2 separate regions of the Ovis aries genome follow, and region 1 is linked to region 2. A link is a contact called in public Hi-C data. All regions are on one chromosome and are shown on one strand. The core of a region is the stretch at or near the end of the contact, and the rest is flanking DNA. Distances in the headings are between cores, read along the strand shown.

The links. Hi-C and Micro-C count contacts between places; a contact is called where the count stands out from the background.
Region 1: a contact with region 2 is called in a Hi-C map of hypothalamus, with 1.6 times the contacts expected there. The contact joins the promoter of EHD4 here to the enhancer-like site in region 2. A contact is called at or near these places in 2 of 16 Hi-C or Micro-C datasets (hypothalamus and omental adipose tissue).

Annotation. Positions count from the first base shown.
Region 1 is chr7:35,591,264-35,597,114 of ARS-UI_Ramb_v3.0, reverse strand. It overlaps EHD4 (EH domain containing 4), which reads left to right and starts at 2,608. Exons shown (of 6, transcript XM_004010473.5): 1 at 2,608-2,936. The coding sequence starts at 2,704. LOC121820063 (a long non-coding RNA gene) reads right to left here and starts at 2,354. Exons shown (of 2, transcript XR_006060521.2): 1 at 2,122-2,354; 2 at 1-1,820.
Region 2 is chr7:35,524,633-35,530,515 of ARS-UI_Ramb_v3.0, reverse strand. EHD4 (EH domain containing 4) reads left to right here. Exons shown (of 6, transcript XM_004010473.5): 4 at 2,259-2,671. Among named protein-coding and RNA genes, the nearest start is that of SPTBN5, 18 kb to the right of the region's middle. Within about 2 kb of position 4,380, at least 19 of the 54 cell types and tissues checked have an H3K27ac peak or open chromatin away from gene starts, as enhancers often do. A contact at or near this core is called in hypothalamus, where this site is marked.

The DNA.
Region 1 (5,851 bases), core at 1,359-3,858, 68 kb before region 2:
TATAGTCTCCATAGTTTTGCCTTTTTCCAGAATGTCATACTGTTTCAATGATACAGTATGTAGCCTTTTTACACTGGCTTCTTTCACTTAGTAATATAGATTTAAGCTTCCTTTACATCTTTTCTTGGCTTGGTAGCTCATTTATTTTTAGCTGAATAATATTTTATTGTCTAACTGTACCACAGTTTATTTATCCATTCACCTAGATAAGGATATCTTAGTTGCTTCCAAGTTTGGGCAACTATGAATAAACCAACTGTAAATATTTACATGCAGTTCTTATATGGACATAAGTTTTCAACTCATTTGGGTAAATACCAAGGAGAGAAAATTCTGAATTATATGGCAAGAGTATGTTTTTAAGTGGTTTTTATTTATTTAAAAAAAACCCACATTGAAGCCTTTAGTTTTTTGCTGACAAAGCTATCAACCTTTTTTCATAATTTCTATCTTTGGTTTTGATTAGAAAGGCTTTTCCCTTCCAAAATTTTACAAATCTTCAGTAACTTCTAAAGTAGTAGTAGTTCTAGTAGATCTATGGTTTTTTTTTATTTTTACATTTCAAGCTTTGTTTTATTTTGATGAGGCAGATATCTAACTAGATTTTTTTTCTTGGATTTCTCATCACTTTCTTAGTCACATATAGCTCCCTCTAAATATTTTATCCACAATTCCAAAAAAGTTCCCATTTTACAAACAAGAAAACTGAGGCAAAGAGACAACTCATTGCATTTAAGATCACATAAGTGTGTTAGTCACTCAGTCGTGTCTGACTCTTTGCAATCTCATGAACTGTAGCTCACCAGGCTCCTCTGCCCATGGGATTCTCCAGGCAAGAATACTAAAATGGGTTGCCATTTCCTTCTCCAGGGGATCGTCCCGAACCAGGGATTGAACCTGGGTCTCCGGCATGGCAGGCAAATTCTTTACCATCGTAGGGAAGCCCCTACAATCATATAGCCATTAATTTATACAGTCAGAATTCAAACCTAGGTCTTTTTATGCCAAATCCTGTTCTTTCCACCACAGCCCTGGTACTCAAATAATGATCCATGAACAAGCACCATTGGGCAACACCTACCTGGGAGCTTGTTAGAAACACAGTCTTAGGTAACATCCCATATCCACTGAATCAGAATCTGCATTAATATCAAATGTGAGAAGTCTGTTGTGATACTATTTCCCCCAGATTAGAATACATCAGCATCAGCTGGGAATAGTTGTTGAGCTTCATCCTTCTCCAATATTTTAACTCAGGAGGACAGGGGTGATGACCAGACATCTGCATTTTAACAACCATCTCAAGTTTTCTTATGCAGGTACCCCCTTCCCCACCACCACCAGCACCACACTTGAGAAATGCACTGAAACAATGGAGACATTCTAAAACTGTAACGTAGGACACCACAAGTGATGGCTGATTATTTCTCCCTATCTCAGTTTAGATGTATCCTTCAGTTCAGTTCAGTTCATTTCAGTCCTTCAGTCGTTACCGACTCTTTGCAACCCTATGGGCTGCAGCACACCAGGCTTCCCTGTCCATCCAGCTCCCCGACCTTGCTCAAACTCATGTCCACTGAGTCGGTGATGCCATCCAACCATCTCATCCTGTCCTCCCCTTCTCCTCCTCCCTTCAATCTTTCCCAGCATCAGGCTGTTTTCCAGTGAGGCAGTTCTTCACATCAGGTGGCCAAAGCATTGGAGCTTCAGCATCAGTCCTTCCAATGAATACTCAGGACTGATTTCCTTTGGGATTAACTGGTTTGATCTCCTTGCAGTCCAAGGGACACTAGTCTTCTCCACCGATGTATCCTTATGACCTGAAAAAGAGACTGCTACAGGCTAACAGTAACTCTTTTTATGGCAATATGTGGCAATGAGGTTGTAATAATAAGGATAACTAAACCTTCAAATTTACAGAAAATCACATAAAGAAAACTAAGGGCAAAAGCCTTCGCTCGATCCAGAAGTTTGTGGAGGCAGCATGGAGAAACATTTACCCAAGTAGATTGAAATCTACTATCCCAACTTCAAATTTGGTCAGTTACGTCCTTGAGTCAGGGTTTCCTCACAGGTAAAGTCAGAGTAATAATAAGCTGCCAGTAGGTAGAAAGAACCCACCTGTTAACTTTTTAAACTTTTGTCCCCAGCGTCGTAGGGCTGGGATGAAAAAACGTCCCAGGAAACTAAGCAGCCTCCAGAGGCGCGCGGGCGCGCGTGTGTGTTTCTTTGCCAGCTTGTGTGAGTGTGTGTGTTTCTTTGCCAGCTCAGATTTGCCCGGAAATCTACGCCACCTGGCTAGAGGTGGGGCGCGGGCAACCAACCACACCCAGCCCCTCGGTTTGCCGGTCTGCGCTGGCAAGTTAGAGAAACACCCTCTTCCTCGCCCAGTCCTCCAGAAAGACTCGGTCATCAATAATTCATTAAAACACTCGTCTCCATTGGCTGGCGCCTCCACTCGGGCCGGCAGCGGTCCAATGAGAAAGCACTTGAAAGATCCTTCTGAATAATGAACACACGCCCGTGACGTAGCGACCGGAGACTGGCTGAGTTGGCGCGAGGCGGGGCCAGCTCCGGCGGCGGCGAGGGCTGTTGGGGCTGCTCAGTGCCAGCTGGGGAGGGTCGAGCCCGGAGTGGGGTCAGAGCCCGGGACCGGCACTGAGAGGGCGAGCGCGGGGCACAGACGAGCGGGCCGGCGGCAAGATGTTCAGCTGGTTAGGGCGGCAGGCGGGCGGGCGCGGAGGTACGGGCGCGGACCCGGTGCAGACCGTGACGGGTGGCCTGCGCTCGCTCTACCAGCGCAAGGTGCTGCCGCTGGAGGAGGCGTATCGCTTCCACGAGTTCCACTCGCCGGCGCTGGAGGACGCCGACTTTGAGAACAAGCCCATGATCCTGCTGGTGGGCCAGTACAGCACCGGCAAGACCACCTTCATCAGGTAATCCTCCCCGCCCCCTCCGCCCTCCTGCCTGCACACCTGTCCTCGTCACCTAGGTGGAGACGTCCTCCTCCCCACGTGCGCGCCTGTTGTTACCAGCCTCCTGCCGGCTTCCTGCAGCGCCCCCTTCTCCTTCGAGGAATCCCCTCTCTGCCGCTTTCTCCAGCATTGGCGCGGCCTCAGGTTCCCCGTCCGAGCGCGGTTCCCCTCTGTCTGAAGCCCTGCCCCGGGACCCGCCGCCGAAGTGAGGGCAGGCTCTCCCTACGCGGCCGAGAGGGTCCTCAGAACCGCCCTCCCGCCCCGTCTCTGCTTACTACGAGCCCTCCTTCCTTGCGTTTGGAAAGGCACTCCTCTGACTGGCTTTATCTTGTCACCCCAGCCTGGGAGCCCCGGGATGGGAGGAAAAGCAAGGCTATAATAAGCACCTTCTTGACGAGCAAGTGAGACCAAGGGCTGGAAATGGGGACAAAAGTGTGGGGTGTCAGAATGGATTATTGAGTCAAGTTGGAAAGTTAAGCCCTAGCACAGTGCCCGGGGTATAACTATTTACTGAATGAAAGAATGGCAACAGTAGAGGGTATTGCCCACGCCCCCTTCCATTGCGGCCCTGCATCCCGCCCCCAACACTGTGTTCAGGGAGACCGAGTAGAGAGGCCGCCTTCGTTCAGCTCGTGCACAGCCTCTCTATCCTGCCATAGGAAGTTAGCTGTGTGTAGCCGCCGAACCAGCCAGCGCCCAGTGGAGCTCAGGGGGAGTGTCATATTACTACTGGTTAGTTTCCATTTCTTAGGTGGGTCATTCCCTTCTCCGTCACCCTTGACAACTGAAAATATTTGTCATGCTTGCCATGTCTCCAAAAGCAAACAATTACTGTGGGTGCCTTGACATCCAAATGATATAGGTCCCTCGGAAGTGGTTTTTAATGGGAAATAATTTACATTGTAACAGATTGCTTTTTGAAGAGGCTATTTTACTTTTAAAGCAGCTGGCATATTAAGACTCTCTTTGGTTAGGAGACTTGTTTTCCTGGGTTAAACTGTGTGTTCATTGAAACAAAGTGATCATTTTAGGTTTTGGGCAAGGGCTTTGGAAATTAAGTTTTTTCATCATTGATGATCAACAGGTGTTCAGAAAACTGCATCTATATTTGGATACATGCCATTTCTATTAAGTAGCGGCCTCTTTTTCTGGGTTCCAGTGACCTATAGTTCCTACAAATATAGTTGTCACTACAGAAAATATGTTCAATCCAAGCTGCAGCTGCACGATGAGTTAATTCAGCAAAGCAAATAGACTATATTGAAATATACTTCTTGAAAGTAAGTTGAATGTAAAGGAAGACGGAAGAAAATACTTCTAAATTGCTCTATTTGGTGCTTTTTAGTAAGCTGAAAATAGTATTAAATATGTCACCTAAGACACTCAAAATGAACCTAGAAATATTACATAAACTGATACCTTGAAAGATGTTATAAAATACACTTAAGGGCTCAGTAATACTAGCCAATTTAAGTATATAGGCCTATAAAGCATTATGTAGCACAAGAGTGGCAGGTAGACCTTTTGAAATATACAGATAAAGGATAAGAAGGTAAGCATTGTTATAATTAAAATAGTCTCAGCATTGGTAATGGCCTGTTCAGAGCACCCTGAGTAGTTCCTCCCACCTGTCCTTGGCATGAGATTGTGTGATTAGGGAGCCACTGTTAATGCTGTGTCAACCTGGATATTATTTGTTCCTCTCTCTGCTCCCATAGCCTGGATAATAAGCAAATCTAAGACAGGAAAACAAACTCACGGAAACATGTATCCATCTTTTTTTCATCTTACTGTTTTTCTGTCTCATCATTTGGGGGAACTTTGTGGAATAGCTAAGCATAGTTTGAAGAAGGATTGGGAATTTGGTGAGACTATCCAAGGACTTCCCAGGTGGCTCAGTGGTAAAGAACTCACCTGCCAAGCCGAAGACACGGGTTCGATCCCTGGGTCACTCCAGCATTCTTACCTGGGAAATCCCGTGGACAGAGGAGCATGGTAAGTTACAGTCCATAGGGTCACAGAGTCAGACACGACTTAGCGACCAAACAATGACTCCATCCAATTGAACCACTTCTCAGGAGGCTCTGGAGCCCCCACGTGCAACGCTACAGTGAGAAAGGAGTCACCCTATCAGGAAGTCACTTGCTCTTGAGACCTTCCCTGGCCTAAGTGACTTGGTTGTTAGGCACCAAACACAAAAGTGGACCTGTGAGGGCGGAAGAAACTCAGGGTATACCAGAAGGTTGGTGAGGCACCAGAGACCTGAGTTTGATTTGAGAGTGGGACTAGGAGGAAAAGATTCAGCTTCTGGAAGGAAAAACTCAAACAAAAGGGTAGCTGCTGTCTAGAGTCCTACACTGGTACTGGGGGCTGGAAGTGTTGACCCAGGTGCTGACCATCCTGGAACCTGCCTGCATCTGTGGCTTGCTTTTCTCTGAGGCTGGTCAGTGCCTAGGTGTTTTGTTTCTAGCCGGTAAGCACTGGATGCTCATAACTGGCTATAGGATGCACCTGTCTGCATAGTCGGAGATTCTTATCCACCTGGCTTCCTGCACATCCCCAGAGGTCACTGGTTACACAGAGCCTGCACTAATATAGAGGGAAACTTCTCTCCTTATGAAGTCACTCAGCAAAGCCTTTGATATACATCCCACCTTTGATGAAACCTTACTCTTCCTTCCTTTGGTCGCATAACCGGGAAGAATTGAGAGCCCCACTGAAACATGGTGAGCCAGGACTTCGACCAAGAGGGTGGTGTTTTAAGTGTGTGCTGTAATTAAAAGGTCTCCTAGGAACTTCCCTAGTGGTCCAGTGGTTAAGACTGTGCGCTTCCACTGCAGGGGCCGTGGGTTCCATCTCTGGTCAGGGAACGAAGA
Region 2 (5,883 bases), core at 3,131-5,630:
AGTAAATCCACACACAGGGCCTTCAGTGGGTGGCTTCAAAACATCATCCCGGCCCCCAGGGATCAGCACCATCTTTCATCCGCTGAGCATCTCCTACCCAGGATCTAGGCTTTCTGGTGCACAGGTCAGTCTCAAATGACAGAACCCACATTACCTTAGGAGGTTTGCTCTGGCCTCACAGGGACAGAACCAAGTGAAATGTTAACTCAGAATCTTCATATCCTACGCTATGACCTGTTCCATAGGTCTTTGCCTTTCCTCTGATCTAAACTGGCTGCTGACAGCAATGAAAAACTCTAGCCCACATTCTGGAAACTGCCTTTGGTCTCCTTTCCCCCACCCAAGGAATCAGGGAGTCCCTCATTGAGACAGAAAGAGAAGTGAAAGGCCTGAGCTGGCAGCGTACACGCACATGCGCAGTGACATAAAGCCCTGCATCCAGGGTCTGTGGTTTCCTCTGGGGAGGAGGTTGAGGACAGGGCTTGGGGAGGGGGTCATGGGGGCTTCAGCACTTTCGTGAATGTTCTCCTTACTTAAATGTATCTTTTTATTTTTCAAGTTTTGGCCGTGCTGGGTCTTCATTGTGGCACATGGGCTTTCTCTGGCTATGGTGCGTGGGCTCCGTAGTTGCAGCCCGTGAGGTTCTCTAGTTGTGGCCCCTGGGCTTAATTGCCCTGTGGTGTATAGGATCTTAGTTCCCCCACCAGGGATCGAACCCCCCTCCCTTGCATTAGAAGGCGGATTCCCAACCACTGGACTACCAGGGAAGTCCCTGTTTAAATGTATCTGAATCCAGTTTGCTTGCCCAGTTATTCCTCTTACACCTGTTCTTCAATTCATGGAAACTTTAGTTCATGGACCCCCTTTATTTCTTTCTAATAGCTCATTCTCCTTTAGGCGTCTCCTTTAGCTCATCTACTTTAGATGCCTCGCTTCCTCCATCCCCAGAATCAACCAGCATCCGCAAACCCATATAACCTGTTTGTATTCGAGCTGCAGTACATATCCATAGGTTACTGAGTGGTGCTTTGTTTTTTACCATTGTAAGTGAATGTTATCATGCTATACATGTGCTTTTGAAACTGATTTTTGTGTGTGTGAGATTTGCCTGTGTTGACAAGTGAAAATCTAGTTCACCCTCGCTGCTATGTGGTATTTTATTTAAATAAACTACACTTCAATTTTTTAAAAATATTTGAAGCAAAGAAGGTCAAGTGAAAATTTCTTAAAGGTACAAGGTGGGCACGTCAACATTCATCACATTATTCTCTAGACTGTTATATGTGTTTGGAAATTTTCCAGATCTAAATATAGAGGCAAGAGCATGAAAAGTAGGGTCAGGAAATATCCCTTTTGGGTTCTGACTGCACTGCTTTGAGGCTTGATTCTAGAGCTAATCAGCCTTGAGAATAAAAATAAGCCCGGGAGACTGGCCCCTTCTGTTTGCTTCTCATGGGACTTGCCTCCCTGAGAAATGCTCAGAAGCCTTGACCACAAGCCGAGAGGAGTGTTGATTTGGGTGCGTGATTTGGAGTGTGTTGGTACACAGCCAAAGTAAAATAAACAGAATTGTCATGGGTCTGGTCATTTTTAGAAAGAAATTGGCAAGAGACCATTTCATGGAATGGCTGTGAAACACAATTTTAAAAATATTTACAACATACTTAAGATATAAATAGTCCAAACGATAAATACAGGTCACGGTTTGGGCCAGGTCAACCTCTGATCTCAACACTCTTAAAAATTTAGATAGATGGAAATTTCCCTTTTGTGGTACTTCCTGTACACTCCACAAGACTTCGAGTGGCCACTAGATTTCTTCCTTCTCCAGCTCTGCTACTTTCAGAAAAGTGAGACTTTGGTAGAAATTGAGAGCTTTTGAACCATGGCCTGTATTTTTTCAGGGCCATTACTCAATTTTGCCATTAAACTGAAAGACTGTACTAGGTGAAACAAGAGACTCCTGGGGGCTAAAAGAAATTACAGATATGGAAGCAAGCATTGCCTAGGCAGAGTGACCACAGTATCCCCTGGTACTGCCCACGAAAGGACTCCCAGCATCCCCAGTGTTAACTCTATGCATCCAGCCCAGGGCCCCATTTGAAACAGTTTTCATATCATGAGTCCTCCCCTTCCTCCAGCTTAAAGACCGGGCACTCTCCCTGGCAGCTGCTGGAGACCCACGTGGTTCTGAGCCCCCTGCCAGCACATTCCCTGCAGCAGTCATCCGCACTGACCTGCCCCTTCCCTCCCCACAGGGTATGACTTCTGCCAGGTCCTTCAGTGGTTCGCTGAGCGGGTGGACAGGATTATCCTGCTCTTCGATGCACACAAACTGGACATCTCAGACGAGTTCTCAGAGGCCATCAAGGCTTTCCGGGGCCAGGATGACAAGATCCGTGTTGTGCTGAACAAGGCCGACCAAGTGGACACGCAACAGCTGATGCGAGTCTATGGAGCCCTCATGTGGTCCCTGGGCAAGGTCATCAACACGCCTGAGGTGCTACGCGTCTACATCGGCTCCTTCTGGACGCAGCCCCTGCAGAACACTGACAACCGACGGCTCTTTGAGGCCGAGGCCCAGGACCTGTTCAGAGACATCCAGAGCCTTCCCCAGAAGGCGGCAGTGCGCAAACTCAACGACCTCATCAAGCGAGCGCGGCTGGCCAAGGTAAGCTGGAGACCCCCAGCAGCAGCCTGGGCAGGGACTCTTCCCACATGCACCTCTGTAAGGGAAAATAGGCAGAGGTTCTACCCCAGGAGCCTCAGGGAACAGGACATGGAAGGGTTATGAAGCAAGCCTGACCATCAGTATCTTCTTTAGATTCTGGCTCCTACCTCTGTGATCTTGGGCAAATGACTCCTTTCCAAGCCTGACTCAACCTATAAAATGGAACTAGTAAGAGCACAGGGTGCTTGGGAGGGTTGAGTGACCTGGCTTGCAGAGTGCTTGACGTAGCACCCGGGACTTGAGGAAATGCATGCACTTACCACCTGGATGCTGCTGCTATGTTAGGATGGCAGGAAGATAACCCACCGAACCAGAGAGAGGTGGCGTTGGTGGGACCAGTGGGGTGCCGAGGGACCAGCACTCATCACCCTGTGCCTAAGGCATGGAGCCCTGTGTCACACGAGGGCACAGAGAGGCCACAGGAGGTTGGCTCAGCCCAGCCCACCAACTATGCCATTTCGGGAAGGGGTACACCATATCCCCATTCTGGGCTGTGGTTCCCACTCTCCAGCCTTACGGCTGAGCCTTTTAGCAGCCCCAGGAGTCTGTGCCTCCAGGTGGTAGGCAGTGATCTAACCACCCTCGTGTTAACAGCATAGTCTATTTTGCTGTGCCTCTGAAGAGAGGGGAACATGTGACTCCTCTAAGAAAAAGTACAGGAAAAAAAAAAAAGTTCTTTAAAAGCTATATATACATTTCATAAAATGATAGTCCTCTAACACCACAAGTGCCTCCAGAGTTTATCTAGTCCCAGTGATCATCAGAAGCGTCCAGGAGCTTTAAGCAATGTAAGTTTCCAAGCCCTGCCCCAGAGCCTCTAATTGGGGGGAGAGAGAGAGAGAGAGAGAGAGAGTGTGTGTGTGTGTGTCTGTCTGTCTGTCTGTCTGTCTGTGTTGTCTGTCTGTCTGTGTGTGTTGTCTGTCTGTCTGTGTGTGTTGTCTGTCTGTCTGTATGTGTGTAAAGCTCCCCGAGTGATTCTGATGATCAGTTGAGTTTGGGAACCAGAGGTCTTTAGTGACAAAGGACTAAAGACAGCCCTCCTGGCTTCCAGTCTGGCCTTCTGCTTTGACCTTGTCCCTTCTGCTAGAAGCAGTCCTGGGCCTGCCTCTCCAGATGCCTGGTCAGGAGGCCTCATTTTTCCTTCAGCTTCTGATGGCAGAGAACCTGCATCTCCCCACTTCCTCTTGCTGCACCACGAGTGGCTTCTGCTCTGGCCTGGGGGCCCACAGGCCAGCCGTCTAGAGTCGACCATTACTTTGCCTACTTCAGTCAACAGCACCCTACGCCAGGGCTGGGCAGCCTAGTCAGGTGAAGGAGGGGGCGCCAAACTCCCCTCTTGAGAATGGTGAGCTGTGAGTGCCCAGGTGTAGACACTGTGCTCTGAGAAGGGACCTGGCTGGGGCAGGGAGCAGGGAGGGCTCCACTGAGGGTGACCGACGTGCAGGTGACCAGCTGTCCAGCCCCTCCTCACTGCCTGCATGCCCATGTGCTCAGGGCAGCATCCCTCCTGGCTGCGACCTGACACCCCCCTGGCTGCTACCCCGCCCATCATCCCTGGATCTGCTCTTTCCTCTTGCTCCCCCTAAGGCTTTTTCACACCCTCCATCCGTGTGGTTCCGCTGATCTGCAGTCACCTGTGCTCCTGAGTCATAGCTCTTTATCTTTTCTTCTTGTACAGGCTGCTTCCTTCCCGGAACAGCCACTTTTGTTCCAGTTCTGCAAGGCTTGTAAATCCACTAATTTGCAGCTCTCCTGAGATGGTTTCCCTCCCTGGCTCAGTGGCAGGAAGTCTGTTTTTGCCGAGTTAGTGACCCCTGGTATGTGGTCTTTCTCTTCTCTGGCTGATATAACTGAAATTCACCTTCAGGGTACGTAATACCCAAAATGATTGTATAACCAAGGCTGGTAAATGATGTCATAGCCTTTGCAGATTTCAAGATCTTTTAACTATTTTTTAATATCCATGGAATTTCTTTTTAAATTTATGAGGCATCACTGAGGGCCTGGTAACTCAAGATGCAGCTATGTTTGATCATATAAATAAGTAAAAGGCAAAAGGCTCACTGGGGGTGCCAGGAGCATGGGATTTTGCTGCCATCCTGGCACCTTGGGCCCTGTGAAGGGGCTGGCGTGGCCTGGGTTTAGAGGCACAGAATGCTGCTGTGTGTACTGACACGGGAATAATGAAAGCCCTTGTGTAGAGGCGGGGGGTGGGGCAGGGGGCAGTCAAATTGCTGAGCTTACTTCTAGGAAAAAAGCTGGTCTTCATTTTTTTCTTCTTCCTAAGAATAGTATCTGGCTTGTTCCTTTTCATAAAGGAAAATGTTTGAAGTACGGATGTTTCCAGCCTGAGCTGTGCCAGTGTGTTCCTGGGGCGGCACAAGGCTGGCAGGGGGGCAGGAAACAGTCTCAGGCAGAGAAGAAGCTGAACTCAGCACAATAGCCTTGACCACTAACCAGTGCCATCCACTTCCTACACCGTCTGCAGTTTTATGTTCCATTTGTGAACTTGTTGCTGAAATGGACAAGGGGTCACCTGAGCTTTGCTCTTTGAAGTGTTCCTGTTTCATAAAAATGCTCTTGGGTTTTGATATATTCATCTTTCTTTCTCCTGATCCAGTTTTCCTTTGGCAGGCCAACCTTGACTAAGGGTCTATAATGTTCTAGAAGCCCCACAATTTGCATTGCATATGTTATTTTATCTGATCCTGCCCACAGTACGCAAAGTTGGGCATTCATTTCTCATACAAGGGAAATGAAGCTCAGAAAGGTGACCTTACTTACCCAAAACTTCCCAGCCTGAAGTTATAGATTCAAACCAGGGCCTGACCCCCTGGTCTGGAAAGCATTCACCTGAAATGCAGCGTGGACAGCATCTGTTGGTCTTTACTATGCCCTTGCTTTCTGCATTAATCTGTCATTCTGATTATTCTGTAATATTCTCCATCCACATAAACCCTACAAAGTTTAGAAGTTTGTCGAGCTGTGATTTTGAAAGTATACAAAGGATAAGATTCCAGATATCACCTGGCAGGTGTCAGATCTGCGTAGGTATGTTGTTTAGTTGCTAAGTTGTATCTGACTCTTTTGTGACCCCATGGACTGTAGCCTGCCAGTCTCCTCTGTCCGTGGGGTTTCCAAGGCAAGAATAC